5 separate regions of the Mus musculus genome follow, and regions 2, 3, 4 and 5 are each linked to region 1. Evidence: chromatin contacts called from public Hi-C and HiChIP or PLAC-seq data. All regions are on one chromosome and are shown on one strand. The core of a region is the stretch at or near the end of the contact, and the rest is flanking DNA. Distances in the headings are between cores, read along the strand shown.

What was found. HiChIP or PLAC-seq counts read pairs in DNA pulled down with a chosen protein or histone mark. Hi-C and Micro-C count contacts between places; a contact is called where the count stands out from the background.
Region 2: a CTCF HiChIP or PLAC-seq map of pro-B cells shows a contact between it and region 1, with 15 times the contacts expected there. The contact joins two enhancer-like sites. A contact is called at or near these places in 2 of 15 datasets of contacts at CTCF or cohesin (the NIH/3T3 cell line and pro-B cells), 4 of 484 Hi-C or Micro-C datasets (Sertoli cells, bone marrow-derived macrophages, cardiomyocytes and 1 more), 1 of 115 datasets of contacts at active chromatin or transcription factors (large pre-B cells) and 1 of 9 other capture datasets (embryonic stem cells).
Region 3: a contact with region 1 is called in a RAD21 HiChIP or PLAC-seq map of pro-B cells, with 11 times the contacts expected there. The contact joins two enhancer-like sites. A contact is called at or near these places in 2 of 15 datasets of contacts at CTCF or cohesin (large pre-B cells and pro-B cells), 7 of 484 Hi-C or Micro-C datasets (B cells, CD4 T cells, Sertoli cells and 4 more), 3 of 115 datasets of contacts at active chromatin or transcription factors (fibro-adipogenic progenitors, large pre-B cells and pancreatic cancer cells) and 1 of 9 other capture datasets (embryonic stem cells).
Region 4: a contact with region 1 is called in an SMC1A HiChIP or PLAC-seq map of large pre-B cells, with 9 times the contacts expected there. The contact joins two enhancer-like sites. A contact is called at or near these places in 2 of 15 datasets of contacts at CTCF or cohesin (the NIH/3T3 cell line and large pre-B cells), 3 of 484 Hi-C or Micro-C datasets (bone marrow-derived macrophages, forebrain and pre-B cells), 2 of 115 datasets of contacts at active chromatin or transcription factors (VIP interneurons and large pre-B cells) and 1 of 9 other capture datasets (embryonic stem cells).
Region 5: a contact with region 1 is called in a Hi-C map of pre-B cells, with 4 times the contacts expected there. The contact joins two enhancer-like sites. A contact is called at or near these places in 1 of 39 promoter capture datasets (pre-B cells), 2 of 15 datasets of contacts at CTCF or cohesin (large pre-B cells and pro-B cells), 10 of 484 Hi-C or Micro-C datasets (the G1E-ER4 cell line, the HPC-7 cell line, bone marrow-derived macrophages and 7 more), 4 of 115 datasets of contacts at active chromatin or transcription factors (the 230-238 cell line, fibro-adipogenic progenitors, large pre-B cells and 1 more) and 1 of 9 other capture datasets (embryonic stem cells).

The regions. Positions count from the first base shown.
Region 1 is chr13:83,648,489-83,651,362 of GRCm38.p6, forward strand. The region is part of intron 6 of Mef2c (myocyte enhancer factor 2C); the gene reads left to right. It overlaps Gm52044 (a long non-coding RNA gene), which reads right to left. Exons shown (of 3, transcript XR_003950630.1): 3 at 1-2,874. Among named protein-coding and RNA genes, the nearest start is that of Gm52044, 12 kb to the right of the region's middle. Within about 2 kb of position 1,528, at least 70 of the 459 cell types and tissues checked have an H3K27ac peak or open chromatin away from gene starts, as enhancers often do. A contact at or near this core is called in the 230-238 cell line, pre-B cells and pro-B cells, where this site is marked.
Region 2 is chr13:82,876,902-82,879,775 of GRCm38.p6, forward strand. No RefSeq gene overlaps it. Among named protein-coding and RNA genes, the nearest start is that of Mir3961, 180 kb to the left of the region's middle. Within about 2 kb of position 1,365, at least 1 of the 459 cell types and tissues checked has an H3K27ac peak or open chromatin away from gene starts, as enhancers often do. A contact at or near this core is called in pro-B cells, where this site is marked.
Region 3 is chr13:82,898,500-82,901,373 of GRCm38.p6, forward strand. No RefSeq gene overlaps it. Among named protein-coding and RNA genes, the nearest start is that of Mir3961, 200 kb to the left of the region's middle. Within about 2 kb of position 1,357, at least 14 of the 459 cell types and tissues checked have an H3K27ac peak or open chromatin away from gene starts, as enhancers often do. A contact at or near this core is called in pro-B cells, where this site is marked.
Region 4 is chr13:83,019,541-83,022,414 of GRCm38.p6, forward strand. No RefSeq gene overlaps it. Among named protein-coding and RNA genes, the nearest start is that of Gm33073, 100 kb to the right of the region's middle. Within about 2 kb of position 1,496, at least 26 of the 459 cell types and tissues checked have an H3K27ac peak or open chromatin away from gene starts, as enhancers often do.
Region 5 is chr13:83,111,438-83,114,311 of GRCm38.p6, forward strand. The region is part of intron 1 of Gm33073 (a long non-coding RNA gene); the gene reads right to left. Among named protein-coding and RNA genes, the nearest start is that of Gm33073, 7.7 kb to the right of the region's middle. Within about 2 kb of position 1,479, at least 66 of the 459 cell types and tissues checked have an H3K27ac peak or open chromatin away from gene starts, as enhancers often do. A contact at or near this core is called in the 230-238 cell line, pre-B cells and pro-B cells, where this site is marked.

The DNA of each region.
Region 1 (2,874 bases), core at 278-2,777:
TTTTATTTATAATTGAAAGTTAAAACAAGCAAAGAATAAATGACAAGGCTCCTAATGCCTAAGCGTCCAAGAAAGTTGTGGCCCTATGGGCTCAGAGGAGAGCATGCTCAACAGAGCACTGTGCAACAAAGCCAAGAACCTGCCTCATAACGTTTGCAGCCAGGAGGGTGTTCTCTAAATTTACAGCTTCCTAAAGTAGGAGTGAGTAAAATCAAATGAAGTAGAAAAGGCAGAAAAGTGCTTTTAAGTTAACTGTGGGGAAAAATTACCACTATATTTGAAATCTTGACTATTTACACTGCTTTCATTGTTTATTAGACACTTGTAGGAGCAGAGGTAGAATCTGTTATCCTTCACGTGACTACATCATAAAAGCCTAAATTGGTTCATAAGAAACAATATTTTTAATCAAATGAAACTATAAAAGCTTCATTGAACTCTAAAGTCACTCTGTACCTCATTTTCCTATAATGTATAATCAGGAAATCCATTTACCATACGTTATAATTTTTGTCCTTTCAAGTGGTCAGAAGAATGTGACATCTGCATACGGTCACGTCTAAATTGATAATTGTCCCAGTAGAGTATAATTTTGAAACATAGCATCAAGAAAGTTGAATCTGTATATTAGAAGGTTGTCGAGAGGTGGTGTTTCCCACCTCCTGGGTCCCTGAAGTTAAGTGTGGCCATGCTCTCTGGTGAATTTATCTTAAGGTGGGCCCTCAGCCTCCACACAGGCCAAAGCATTCTGAGCGAAAAGGAGGCTGCGGTTTCCCAGCCAACTTAAATGCAGGCTCTTCTTAGCAATGAGCCACACACATGCATTCATCATTGACTTCCAAATGATAGGTTTCAATATCACTGGTCTAGGGTCCACAGTCTCACATTCCTGAATCTATATTATGCCAAAAGAATAACAATTTGGTGGCTGGAAACAGAAATGGTTATTATACTTCTCCAAAATGCTAGCTGGCACAATATTCTAAAAATAGCAGAAATTCACTCATAAAAAATAGCATTTATTTGTTCATAAAAAATAATTTTATGCTCCGAAAATATAAGTGTAAAAATGTCATGCTTAACTGCCATTTATCCTTCTTCTTTTGAAATTACTTGGCTAATTTTCCATTTGATTGTTTATTTAAACCAGATCTCACACAGGGTTAACATGTACATGACACCTTAAAACTATGGAACTAATCTTCTAAAATGGTGTAATTTCCAAATAGCAGCACATATTTCAAGAGAGACATAGAATGCTTTTGATTCCATTTTTTGCTTCTGAGGTGTTTACTGAGTGGAAAACCACGTATGTGTGCTTCCTTTTCCCCTGCTCACTGCCGCTCCAAAGCGCTGTTTTAAAATGTGGGCAGAAAGACTGGGGCTTTTTTTGGACTGTCTCTGAGTTTACCATAGAAAATGTTTTTGAAGAGACTTTTTTTTTGCACAGCCTCTGTGAAGCTCTCCACTTTCTCACACTGGCCCCGTGCTTGTCCTATCTTAGGACAGCACATGTCGTGAAGTGGTTTTACTTCCTTTTAGCAGAATTACTGCTCCATGCAAACCAGCACCAGCATCTACCCAGGCAGGATTTTAGTTTCTCATCCTTTCAGGCTTCACTGCCCTGCTTAACTGACATTTCTTCTTCTTCTTCTTTTGAAATTACTTGGCTAACTTTCCATTTGATTGTTTATTTAAACCAGATCTCACAGAGGGTTAACATGTTTGTGATGTGTGTCTGTGTGTGTGTGTGTGTGTGTGTGTGTGTGTGTGTGTCTGTGTGTGTGTGTGTGTGTGTGTGTGTGCGCGCGCGCGCACTCAAACTTCAGCAGGCAGGAATGCATGCTGCAGATATCTTGGTCTCCTCCTTTCCTTTTCGTGTAGGGACTCTACAATTCTGTTAAAGGCCCTAACACAAAATAACGTTCCAAGGAGACCCATTAAACACAGAACTCCTCTGTGCAGCCTAACTCACCCATTATCTTTCTTACAGAGTACGATTTGTTTATATTTCTTTTAGTGAGAAAGGGTAAATGTATTGTTTCAAGTAAGAACTTTTACCATCAAACACTGTCCAAATTAACTGTAACAGATAATTTGGGGTTTGACATATTTTCCTAGCTATAATTTAGCAACTTTTCTTGATGTTTTATTATAGAAGACTAATTTGTATTCAAATTCGGTGCAAATTTCTTAAACAACGACTTTGTAGTTGGCACTTGTTTTGGGGATGTTTCATTTGTTTTATTTTCATTTTGCCTCAAGATACTTGTTAATTTTTACCATGATCCAGTTGCAAGATTGAACCTTGCGAGTTTTTATATATTCAGCCTATTCATTTATTCATGAAACAAAGCAGGTAAATGAATTGGATATGAAGAATAAGTGTGTTTTGGACCACATGACCCAAATATATTTTAATTCAGAGAGTCCCCAGTGGGACAGTTTGGGAAGAAAGGAGCCAACGTGGGGTAGAAGGAACAAGAGAAGGTGAATATATTGAAGTGCATTGTGTAAGTGTGCGAGCATGTCATAATGAAACCATGACTTCATACAATTAGTATTGGCATAGCAAAACATTTCTGTAAGTATCTCTTTGAAACATGCTTGTGCGTTCCCCTCCCAACTCCTTGTTTTCTTTCTGAAGCTATTGCCATAGACTCAAGAAAGATCCATACACATAGGCTTTTCCAAGACCACCCTTTCCAGTGTTGCAGATGTCTAACCATTCAGGGACCAGTTTCTATCACTGTTCTGAAACTGGGTAGTCTCTACTTCTAACATATCATCATAAAATTGGAAGTCCCCACTGACCATCTTCTCCAAAGAGCACCTACGAAGAGAACCCTGTTTTCACTGGCTCCTTTGTAAGCA
Region 2 (2,874 bases), core at 115-2,614, 770 kb before region 1:
AGTATTTATCAATTTCAAGTTCCTGAAAGTTAGGATTGAAATGAGGTCCTCATCCTTATAAGAGAAAACTCTTCTTACTACTACTGCAGTATTCTCATTGAAGGATTGTTGGTTTCTTACTTCAGTGTTCTATATAGGACCAGAGGTCTTTCATGTAGAAACCAAGGATCCTACCCATGAACTATTTACCAACCTGTACTGATGCTTAGAAATAATAGATACAATTTCTGGCCGTTATTAATAGAATACTAATTAACATGGAGAAACAAGTCTGTCTGTATTAGTATGTAGTATCCTTTGGCTAATGTCCAAGAGTGGTATAGTTAGAATTTGAAGTAAATCAATTCCCATCTTCATAAGGAACCTTATGAAGGAACTATCTGGATAGTGGCTGCAAAAGTTTGCACTACACCAGCCCTGAAAAAAATGTTGCTGTTTCCCAACATCTTAACCAATATGAGCTCTTTTGTTTTGTTTTGTTTTTTGTTTTGCTTTGTTTTGTTTTAATTTATCTTGGCCATTCTGGTTGGTATAAGATGAAATATTAAAATAATTTTGATTTGTATTTCCCTTGTTCCAATAAGGATGTTGAACACTTATCTGTTTCTCAGTCATTTGTCTTTCATCCTTAGAGGCCTCTTAGTTTAGTCATGCATCCCATTTTTAATTGGGTTATTTGTTTTCTTGATGTTCACTTTTTAAAGTTATTTATATATTTTAGACAATAACCTGTTGTGTGAAATATCTAGAACTAGCCCCTGTACCAGGTGATCTCACTTGCTTGGTCTCTTAGCCTGACAACTTGCCAGCCCTCCTAGGTCACATGGCTCCCACCAGGCCATCTCTCAGAAGCCTCCCATCTCAGTTTCTCGTTTTCACACAGTGCCCCACACATTCCTGGTTAGCCATCTAAACATCTAATTACCCTGTAGAATCAAGACTCTTAATGCTTAATTAGCCAATCAGATTTATGTATCAATAATAACACAAGTTACAGGATGCCAAAACAATAATTTCAGAGCCAATAACAATGATAAATAAAGCTTTAACACAATTATTCTAACCTTTTTAACACCACGTCAGCCTCCATTCTGGATCTCCCTCTCCTCCTCTGACCTCTCTGTCTCCTCAACACCTCACTCCACCTCCCTTCTCCTGTCCAATCACAAGCCTCCCTCTGCCCTAATGTGATCAAAGAGGGAAAATCCTGCAACAATAACCCTCTATTGACTCTATAAATGTAGCTAGAAAGATCATAAGTGAAATACTGACACCCCAAACCAACATACATGTTTTCTTTTATATGTGCTTATTAGTCTATAAATATTCCATTGTGGGATGGTAAAAGGTTTCCGGTTGAGCTAGCTTTAAAACCCTGGTGACCCAGCAGGTGGTTCTGCACACTCCTAGACACCAGGCTCCTGACAGGCCTCACATCCTCATAATTCTGTGGCCATTAGTCATGTAAAGGCAACACCCCAAGCCTACCTCTGCAGGCAGATCATATATGAGCACAGATCATATAGCCTCAAGACAGATCTCCATTTTAATGAGGCACCTAAAGCCATGATGGGCTCCTTCCTACACACCCCTCCTTGCAAATGGTATTTAACCCCCAGTCCACCCTGAGAAAGAACGGTATAGTTTTACTAATCACAACGCTCCACCATGACAATAAATGCCTTAAAGCCATGGACTGTCTCTGTTCATCGCAATCTGCTGTGGGGAGCAATGGAGCAAGCCTTTGTCTAAAGAGCCAAGTCTAGCCTCTCACAGAAGACCTCTCTGTGCTCCCAGCCACTGTCTCCACCGAGCCAAGTCACCTGCCAAGCAAGAAAAGGACTCTCTCCTCCCTCTCGAGGTACCCAGTCGAAGCCCTCCTCCCACCCTGATCCCTTCTGTTCAGAGCTAGAATCAGCTGCTGCCCCCCATTCTCGGCTCTTCCACAGCATCCAGCAGCATCTGGAATGCCCAAGAGTCTGAGAATCTGATTCCTTGGCCTCCGTGCAGGCCTTGGGACTCCAGAGCCAGTCTGACTTTCCTCAGCGACCTCAGACTGTGCCTCCCCACCCTGAGAGCAGGTCCTGCAGCTTCTCATAGCCCAAAGCCACCTAGCAAGGGTGTGGTGAACAAGCAGTCAAAACTTCCCACCTCCTGCCTCACCAATCATCCCAAGTCCCAAGCAGGGGATCCCATTTTAACCCACATTCCATAGGCATGCTATATCAGAATAGGAACAGAGTTTAGGTATTAAATAAGGAATGGAAGAGAGAGGAGAATTTCCTAAGAAAGGGGAAATAGAATATATAGGTGTGAAGAGATGGGAGGCAGACTGGAGAAGGAAGATAAAACAGGGAGGAAGGAGAGGAACAAGAATGGAGATACAGCAAGGGGCAAGTAAAAGTAACGGCTATTTGAGGGGTCATATGGAAACCTACTACTGTAGAAGCTTGTAAAGGTATATAAGTTTATGAAATAAGTTTAAATGGAGTTGCCAAGTGATTGGGAAGACAATGGCTCAATTAGATATCTCTCTTCTCACCTTGCCACCACGTGAATCCTCCAGCACCAAGAATGGATTATATGTAGTTTAATCATTAGCCAAAGGAACCCCATGAAAACTCCCCATTAGATCAGGCTTTTGCCAAAGATAATGTTTGCTCTCCACAAACTGATTGTAAGGCCCTATTGCTGAAGGAAACACAATCACATTGATTGATTCGAGCTAATTCTTAGCTAGAGCCTTCACCCCTACTGACTATGTTCTTGGTACTTGAAGGTACTCAGCCCACTACCAGAAGAGAAAGCAAACCTCAAACACAGCTACAAGTGCTGTGATCCACAAGTATGACCTGCCTGTGTGATATGCTGGCA
Region 3 (2,874 bases), core at 107-2,606, 750 kb before region 1:
GGGGACCCCAATGGAAGAGCGAGGAGAAGGACTGAAGGAGCTGAAGGAAATTGCAACCCTATAGGAAGAACAATATCAACGAACTGGACCATCCAGAGCTCCCAGAGACTAAATCACCAAAAAGTATACATGGAGGGATCCATGACACTAAATACATATGTAGCAGAGGATAGCCTTATTTGACATCAATAGGAAGGGAGGCCCTTGGTCCTGTGGAGGTTTGATGCCCTAGTCTAGGGGGATGCTTGGGCAATGAGACCAGAATAGGTGAGTGGGTGGAGGAAAATCCTCATAGAGGCAAAGGGGAGGGAGGAGAATGGGAATGGGATGAGGGGGTTGTGGAGGGTAATTTGAAAGAGGATATCATTTGAAATGTAATTGAATAAAATGATTAATTTTTAAAAATGCTGTTCAGAACCAGATTTTATTTATATACCCCACCTTCTTCACCAAGATGCTTGTTAGTCTGGTTCTCTGAGTATCTGTTCAAATAATGTGAAATAAGTGTCAACAAATATCTTTGGAATAATCTATAATAAAAATTAAATTAATTATCAGAAAAGTTACATAGTTTCATGACTAGACTTTTCTTTGTTTGGCTACTTTAGATAGTTATAATAGACATCACCAATGGCTAGAGCAAGCAACCTTTCAATGAATAGATTTGTGTGGAGACTAGCAGGCTTCCTATGTACACCCTCTTGTGCACCAAAAGTCCCCAGGTATTCACATAAAACAGGGAACCATAATTTTGTTCATATAATCAGATATGATTTTAAGAAGAACTAAAGTTTGAAACAAGTTTTTCAGTCCTTCAGACAAGAGAGAATATGGATAACATATTGGTTATATTTAATTTATAATGGTATTATTCAAATTTATGAATATTTTATCTGTGAAAATAATTACATCCATGAAAACTGTGCATATTAAAAAACTATGTACTGATTAATGATTTTTTAAAAAATAAATAAGATTAAATTTTAAAGAGGTGACAGTTAATCAAAGCTGCTTCTTATTAGTAATTTACATATTATACATAACACAAACGTGAGGGGTTGTCTCTATTGACAGATAGAAAATAACATTGTGACTGTGAAAAAATAAATTTCTTAATCCTTTCATTGGTAATTCTACCAACCTAAGAAAATTTAAGTGCCAGAAAAGTGAAGAAGTAATGTTGAGTCTTTGTAAAAAGAAAGAGTTAGTGTTCTGAAGGTATTCAAAAGATACAGTGTCAGAAAAACATGCTTTTTTTTTTCTTTTAGAAAAGAGAAGCTTGACTCTGTGAAGACTTGGGTAGGTGGCCATGCTTGGGAGGTTCCCATGAAAGCCTTGGTCCATCGCTGTAGCTACAGATGGGTTACAGACTATTTCTATGTGTGTTTCCTTTCCGGTGACAGCTTCCTGTAAGGCCTCCGGTACTCTGCAGGAGTTCATGCCCACAATACCCACAGCGATTGTTCCTTGATTTGAATTAAGTTTCATGGAGTGTGCTCCCCAGGCCTTTTTTTTGAAGAGTGTACTCTCAGCCCTTGGTACTTAGCTCAAATTCTCCACATTATCAAAAAGTAATTTGTTAATAAAAAGAAAAAAATTAAAAGATATAAACAGATGTTCTCCTTTTAGAAACTTAAATTGCCAGGTATACTCTCTTTTTCTAATTGCCATATGCAGGCCAAGAAAGAGAGACAGAAAGAAAGTGGATGGTTGGCTAAGCAGGAATGTAAAGATTCATAGAGGTTCTTTGATTTCATCTGTTCACAGACTTTTCTAAACACTATTACCTCAGTATTAAGTACCTGGGCATCACACTGGACATAAATTTTTAAAAGTACTTCTCATTTCCTTCGTATTTTTTCAAAAGAGCATATTCAAAGTTCAAGATTATACATCAAATTACAAAGGGCTGTACATTGGTTACACATTATTGAATTGTGACAGCTCTGAGAGGAGTCTGCACATCTGTGGATACTTATGTATGACTTCTAAGTGTTAAAATTATAAATTATGGAATGAAACAAAAAATATGCTTGAATTTTCATTGAAGGTCATTGGGATAAGAATCATGTTCCTAAAGCAATGTCTTTTGTCTAAAACATAGCAATTTTTTACTTATATGTTATTTTCTACAATGAGTTCATTTAAGGTGAAGAGCTGATGTAAATTATCTTTGCCATACCCTTGAAAAATCAGACAAATCAGAAAGAGAAAGATTTAAATGGTCTTTAAATATCTCTTCTAAATGGCTTTGTGTAAACATCTCCAGACCAGATGATATAAGTCATTAAACCTTTATCTTAGTACATAGAAAAAAGGATTTTAAATTCCAGCGTCACCTGAAACTTTCAAAAATAACCGTCAATATTCTTTTAAATAACAGCATAATTTATTAATAAAGGTTATTCAAATAAGTTACTAAAGTTAATATGCCACCATTTTATCAATAATATTTTAGCTGTCAAATTAGTGATCAATATTTAAGAATTGATGATTATCATAGTGGTGACCTGTTTGGGCACTAAATATCTATGTAGGAAAAAATAATACAGTTCAAAAAAAGAAACCATTGTGTTAAATGGAGGCACTAGGATTTGGGAAGAGTTTTGTTTAAATATCTTGGAAATTAATTAGGTGACATGGGATGTTTTAGAAAAAAATACTCAATATAAAGTATGCAGAGACTGGAAAGATGATGAATACCTTTATGATAAGGCATAAGAACCTGAGATTTAAATAAGTGTGAAAAGGAAGAACAAAATACCCTTTCTTATAAGGTATAAAATCATGTGCAGAGTAGATATTTGAAATGTTATGAAGTGGAATCCAAGGGGCTCTCTGGGGCTAAAAAAAAAAATGTAGGAATGGATATTA
Region 4 (2,874 bases), core at 246-2,745, 630 kb before region 1:
TTGTATTATGTGTTAATGAAGGTCACTGAAACCTGAATGGTGAAAAGGTATGACAGTATTGATCCTTTTTACCCAAGATCCAATCAACAAAGAAGGAGAGAGAGAAAGAGAGAGAGAGAGAGAGAGAGAGAGAGAGAGAGAGAGAGAGAGAGAGAGAGAGAGAGAGAGGAATATAAGTAAACAAAAATGGTACGAAGTGCTCAACAGTAAAGAATGTTAGGTATAGTTCACAGGCAGCTCCCAAGCATGTAACTGATAGGTTGCTCTACACCCAGAGACCAGAAGCAGATATAGGAACATCTTCTAGGGACAGGTTTAAAAAAAATCTATAAACTAATGACGGGCTGATGTGAAAAATCACCTCTAAAGATCTCTGAAAATCAGTAGGACTTCTGCCTTCCTGTACAGAACTCATAACAAATGTTAAATTGTATTAAATCCTCAACAAATTGAATAACATGATTGACTATGAGCATTTTGCTAAGAGGTAATTTTGGAAATGTAATATTGATCATACTACTACAAGGAAGCCTTTTGTACTAGTAAAAATCCATTAGATTTTAAGGACACCCTTGAAGTTCCTGCTAAACTCCCCTGTATATTATTACTAGTGGATACTCATTTTATGGAACTACAAATTGTCTAAAAATAGTAAATTCAATAAGTAGAGCAGTATGCATGTTAACTTTCATTAGATCTTAAATAATCATTCTGAGTTTAGCCACCCCAAACAAACGTAAAGTCAATTAAAAATCAATCAATAAGGCTTATAAAACATAGACAAATCTTTATTTCTTTACATAATTTATAAATATTACATATGTGTAAGAAAGAGGGAATCCAACTGAACACTTTGTCCATGCTGCTCAACTGAAACTGACTAAAGGAGATGACAGCAGAGGCACCATGCAGACTTACAGAATGGTTTCTGCCCATTCTGACCACACTGCTCAGGATTCAGCCTACACAGTATGCTAAAGGCTCCAAGCATTCTACTGAGAGATCAGTGGCTTTGAACTCACAGATCTCCAAATCATTTATAACAAAATACTTTTACGATGATAAATTTGAAACAATTATTCCAGAAGAAAATAAGAGATTTCTTTTGATGAACAGCAACTGCCATCTAGGAAAATCTAGGTTCAGTGAACATGGATCAAATATAGACTTCAGAGCCAGAAACTATAGGTTTAAATCCCAAACAGTTCTGACTCTGCCTTTCTGAAAAATTGTCTAAATTCCATGGAGATGGTTAAAAAAATGCCCCATGGGTCCAGAGTTCTCATCTGATGCTGCTTTTTCATTTGTTTATTGTTGTGTGCATTTGATAATCCTTTACAGCTTCCTGGAGATGGACAAAAGAAGGACTGTACTGTGGGCATAGCTGGGACTGATGTCCGTCAGCAAGAGGAAAGCATTGTTGATACTCCCTGTTCTCTGGTGAGCCAGGTGGGCAAGCGTGATATTGACACAAGCAGAAGATAAGTGGGGAAGTGGTTATTCCACCCACACATTCTCACATGTCACAAAATGCAGCTGGTGATTATTCTCTCAAGAGAACCCTACAAGCATGCATGCCAATGAAAATAAGTCCTCAGGCTGTTTGGCACATGCGTGCCTTAATTACTGACCCCAGTTTTAGGGAGGTCAACAATAAAATTCTCTCCTTTACTGTGAAGTTATAGGGGATGGGATGGTTGGGAAATCTGCCAGAAGAGTTAAGGTCTATTCGCTTACAGTATAATGCCTGGATGTTTGTTTGTGTCTTAATCACTGAGTTATCTGCATTGTTTGCTTTTCATATTAAGTTATTCAGTGTTATAGATCAGAATGTGGGTGTGAATGAAAACTATTGAACACTATAAATTCATGAGAGAATGTTTTCCCACAGATTCTAAACAGATAAGGCTTTAGCCTGAGACTGTATTTGTTTTTTATTGGTGCTGTATTTCATTTTGTTTTGTCCTAAGAAATGACTAACAAGCATGTCTACTGGATAATGAACAAGTGTTTTGGAGACAATATTAGCCTAGTTTGCAATGGAGCTTAGTCACTTTGTGGACACAATGATTCCTATGTTACTATCTCATCCAACCCTCCCTATCCATCACAGCCTGTGGCAAAGTGTGAGCCGAACATATTCCTTGAAAGCTGTTTTCTTTGTTAAAAACAAAAAAACAAAAAAAAAACATTTTCTTGATCAAATTTTATGACAGATTTAACCACATCTTTACAAGGATCAAAGCAACCAGAAAAGTATAAAATGGAAATTATTATAAATAGGAAAAAGTTAGTTTAACAACAACCAAAAAGCTTCCTCTCAGAAACCTGTAGTGGTGATAGGGGATCAGAATCTTCCTATTTTCAAGGATAAACTCAGTGGTGGAAGCCAATGGCAGATAAATTGGAGTTATTAGGGAACCTTTAACTGTGTAGATACCAGAATTGGGTAGACACCACCCCTAGAAATGTAAAGTAATTAGGCTAAAGTTCTTGTTTTATTTTTTCTCCCTTCCTTTTTCTCTTCTTTCCTTTCTTTCTTCCTTCTTTCTTCTCTTCCTTTTTCCTCTGGTATTTCTGGTAGTGTGATTATAAAATAGTTCCAGATAGTCAGCAAATGGCTAAACTCAAGCAAGTAGCTAAAGCACATTAGCTAAGGTGAGACATGGTGGTGAGACATGAGAACAGAATCAGAACCCCACAGTCCTGCCTCCTCACAGAACTCCACAGAACCAAGCAACAATCGGAAAATGAGTACTGTAATTTTATCTTGGAGGCCATTCCATTGTTTATCTCAAACTACATTTTGATTCCAGCTACAGTTTACTTATGAGTATTTGTTCCCTAACAGAGACTAAACAATGGGTAACTACT
Region 5 (2,874 bases), core at 229-2,728, 540 kb before region 1:
GCCCTCTTCAATTTTAGATCCTTGCTTGATGTGAAATGTCTAAGACAGTCATTTTAATAGACAAAAGAGTAGAGATAGCCCAAATACCAATGGTCAGGAAACAGGCATTTGTGAGGTGGGAGAATAAGAAGCCCCTGTGATCATTTTTATTCAATGAAAGCCATTCCTTTGGGTGGGAGTGTCAAATTCTAGTACCCACACATGCTGCCCGCATACCACACAAGCTGCAGGAATGCAGATTTCTGTATCTGAGAGCAGCTGCTAAGTGAAGTGGAACATCCAACAGATGGCTGCATTGTCATTGTTGGGGGAGGAGGAGAGAGGAGCTATTTTGGTTTTTCTGTTGAACGTGTATATGTGTATGAAGGCATGTGTGTACTTCACAGTATTCTGTTCTCCACTACCTATGATCTTTTCCACTATAGATATTTCTCCTGTGCTGTCAAAGACTGGTTTTGAATTTGCATATTAGGACAGTCACTAGAGGTTTTTTGATCATTTAGTATTTAATGGATGAGAAAAGAAAGGTCCAAGGGCACACAGCTATTAAAGCCAAACTCAGAATTTTTTCACTAGGGCATGCAATATAACAAAATTAATTAATAAAATTATTAAGTAAATAACACTCTACATAGTGATAGATCACAGAGGAGAACAATTCAAGGGTCACAGCTTCTCAGTCTTTAAAAATATATAAGTGCATTTTTCCCTTAAAAAATTATGGTGGAGTTGCTTTGCAGTTCTCAGAAGAAAAAAAAAAGTAAGTATTCAAACTAGTCAATATGAGCATTTTATTATGAAGCTTATTAGATTTTAAACAATTTGATTCATGGTGCTCCACAATTTTAATAGCATATTTAGAAATAATAGACTTCGGCAAATCAGGTTGTAGAACTGCTATCAAAATCCATGCATAAATGCAAATTAAAAACCTTAGGTCCCATCCTGACCTGCTTGCAAAATGTCCCTATTCCCCTTCTGATGGTAGCTTAAAGAGTACCATCACATAGCTTATTCATTGATGTGTGTGTGTGTGTGTGTGTGTGTTTCTAGAAATAGAATCAATAGAGAACAGACAAACCCACAGTTGCCAGTTTGTACAGTTTTGTGGTTTCTGCCAGGGCTACTGACTCGAGAAGGTCTACCAGATAATGAAAGCAAACTATTTCAGTTCCTGTGGGTCTAGAGTGCTTCTGTAAAGTTCTGGTTTGAAACAAATGAATAACAAATTAAAAGGCATAGTAAAATAAGGGGGTGGTTAAAATATATTAACTGAAATCAATGTAGGAGAAACATAGTTAAAAACCTTGCATTCTCAGCAACAGCCTGAGATGTATTTGGGTAATTCTTTAAATTTATGATAAAAGCCTTTTAGCAGAAAGTCAATACACATAGGTGGTGAAGCAAGTATATCATCCTGTACTGGAGGTTGCATTAAACATTCGGTGTGAGCTCCACTGCTCATAGGAAGTAAGCAGGAGTTCATCCAACGAACGCACAGTATCACAGAGACCAAGCGTTCTTCTGTAGACAGTCTGTGGAGCCATGCTGATTACCATGCAGTCCTCTGCCTAGGGTGCTCACTGACGTCAACAAGGGTCCTGGAAATGAAGCAGGATCAAAATCCCAGAAGCCTGGACTAATAATAGAGTAAAGATGGAGAACAGATGGAAAGCAAAGCTTCATGGATAGAGTGTGACCTCATGTTATAAATTCGTCAAGTGGAATAAACAACAACAAAGTATGGAAGGCCTGTGAGAACTCACTGATGTCAAACTTCCAGAAATTTGCTGACTGAAAAAATGCCTAGATACAGAGAAAACTTTCCAAAGGAGTTCAGGGGCATCAATTTTTGGATTAATTATGCCTGTGTCTGAGAGCAAAGACACTTAAAATTAAAACCATAGTACTTTGAACATAGACTACTAGCTTTATCCCTTTACCCTTCATTAATATATGGATTCACCTAAGTTATTTTCCTCTCACTTGAGCAAACCTGTCATCTGTGAGAGGGCAAAGCCATAAATGTAGAACCTGGAGATGAAATCCCAGAAAACACTAGGCCTGAAGCAAAACATTGCAAGCGGTCTGCCACATCTTCAACAAATAGAAGTGCTTTTTCAAGTGTCTCTGTCTCGTGTGTGTGTGTGTGTGTGTGTGTGTGTGTGTGTGTGTGTGTGTGTGTGTGTTTAAGCAATCAATGCACACTTTGTGTCTTAGTCTGTATTCTGTTGCCGTGAAGACGCACTATGAGCATGGCAATTCTTATAAAGGAACACATTAAGTTGGAGCCACCTTGTACTTTCAGAGGTTTAGTCACTTGTCATGTAGAAGCATGTTGACATGCAGGCAGATGCTTCGTCAGGATCAGCAGGCTGCAGAAAGAGACAATCACTGGAGCAGGCTTGAATATTTGAAACCTCATACCTAACCCACAGTGACACACTTTCTTCAACAAGGCTACAAGTGCCACTCCTTGGCTAACAAACAGTTAAATATATAAGCTTATATATTTGAGGTCATTCTTATTTAAACCTCCACATTCCACTCCCTGGCCTCCATAGGCTTATAGCCATATCATAATGCAAATATGTATTCAGTTCAACTTAGAATATCCCCATAGTTTAGCACAGTCTCAACATTGTTTAAAAGCATAAAGTTCACACTCCTTTTGAGGACTGGTGGCATTCTTTTTACCCTAATTTTCTATAAAATCAAAATTAAAAGAAATTTAATTTAAAAGATTCACCATACTTTCCAACAAACAGTGGTATAGAATAGACATTGCAAGTCCCAAAGGGAGAAAAGGGAACACCATGAAGAAACACTGGACCATGGCTAAAAACAGCTGAGAAAACTCCAAGCTCTACATCT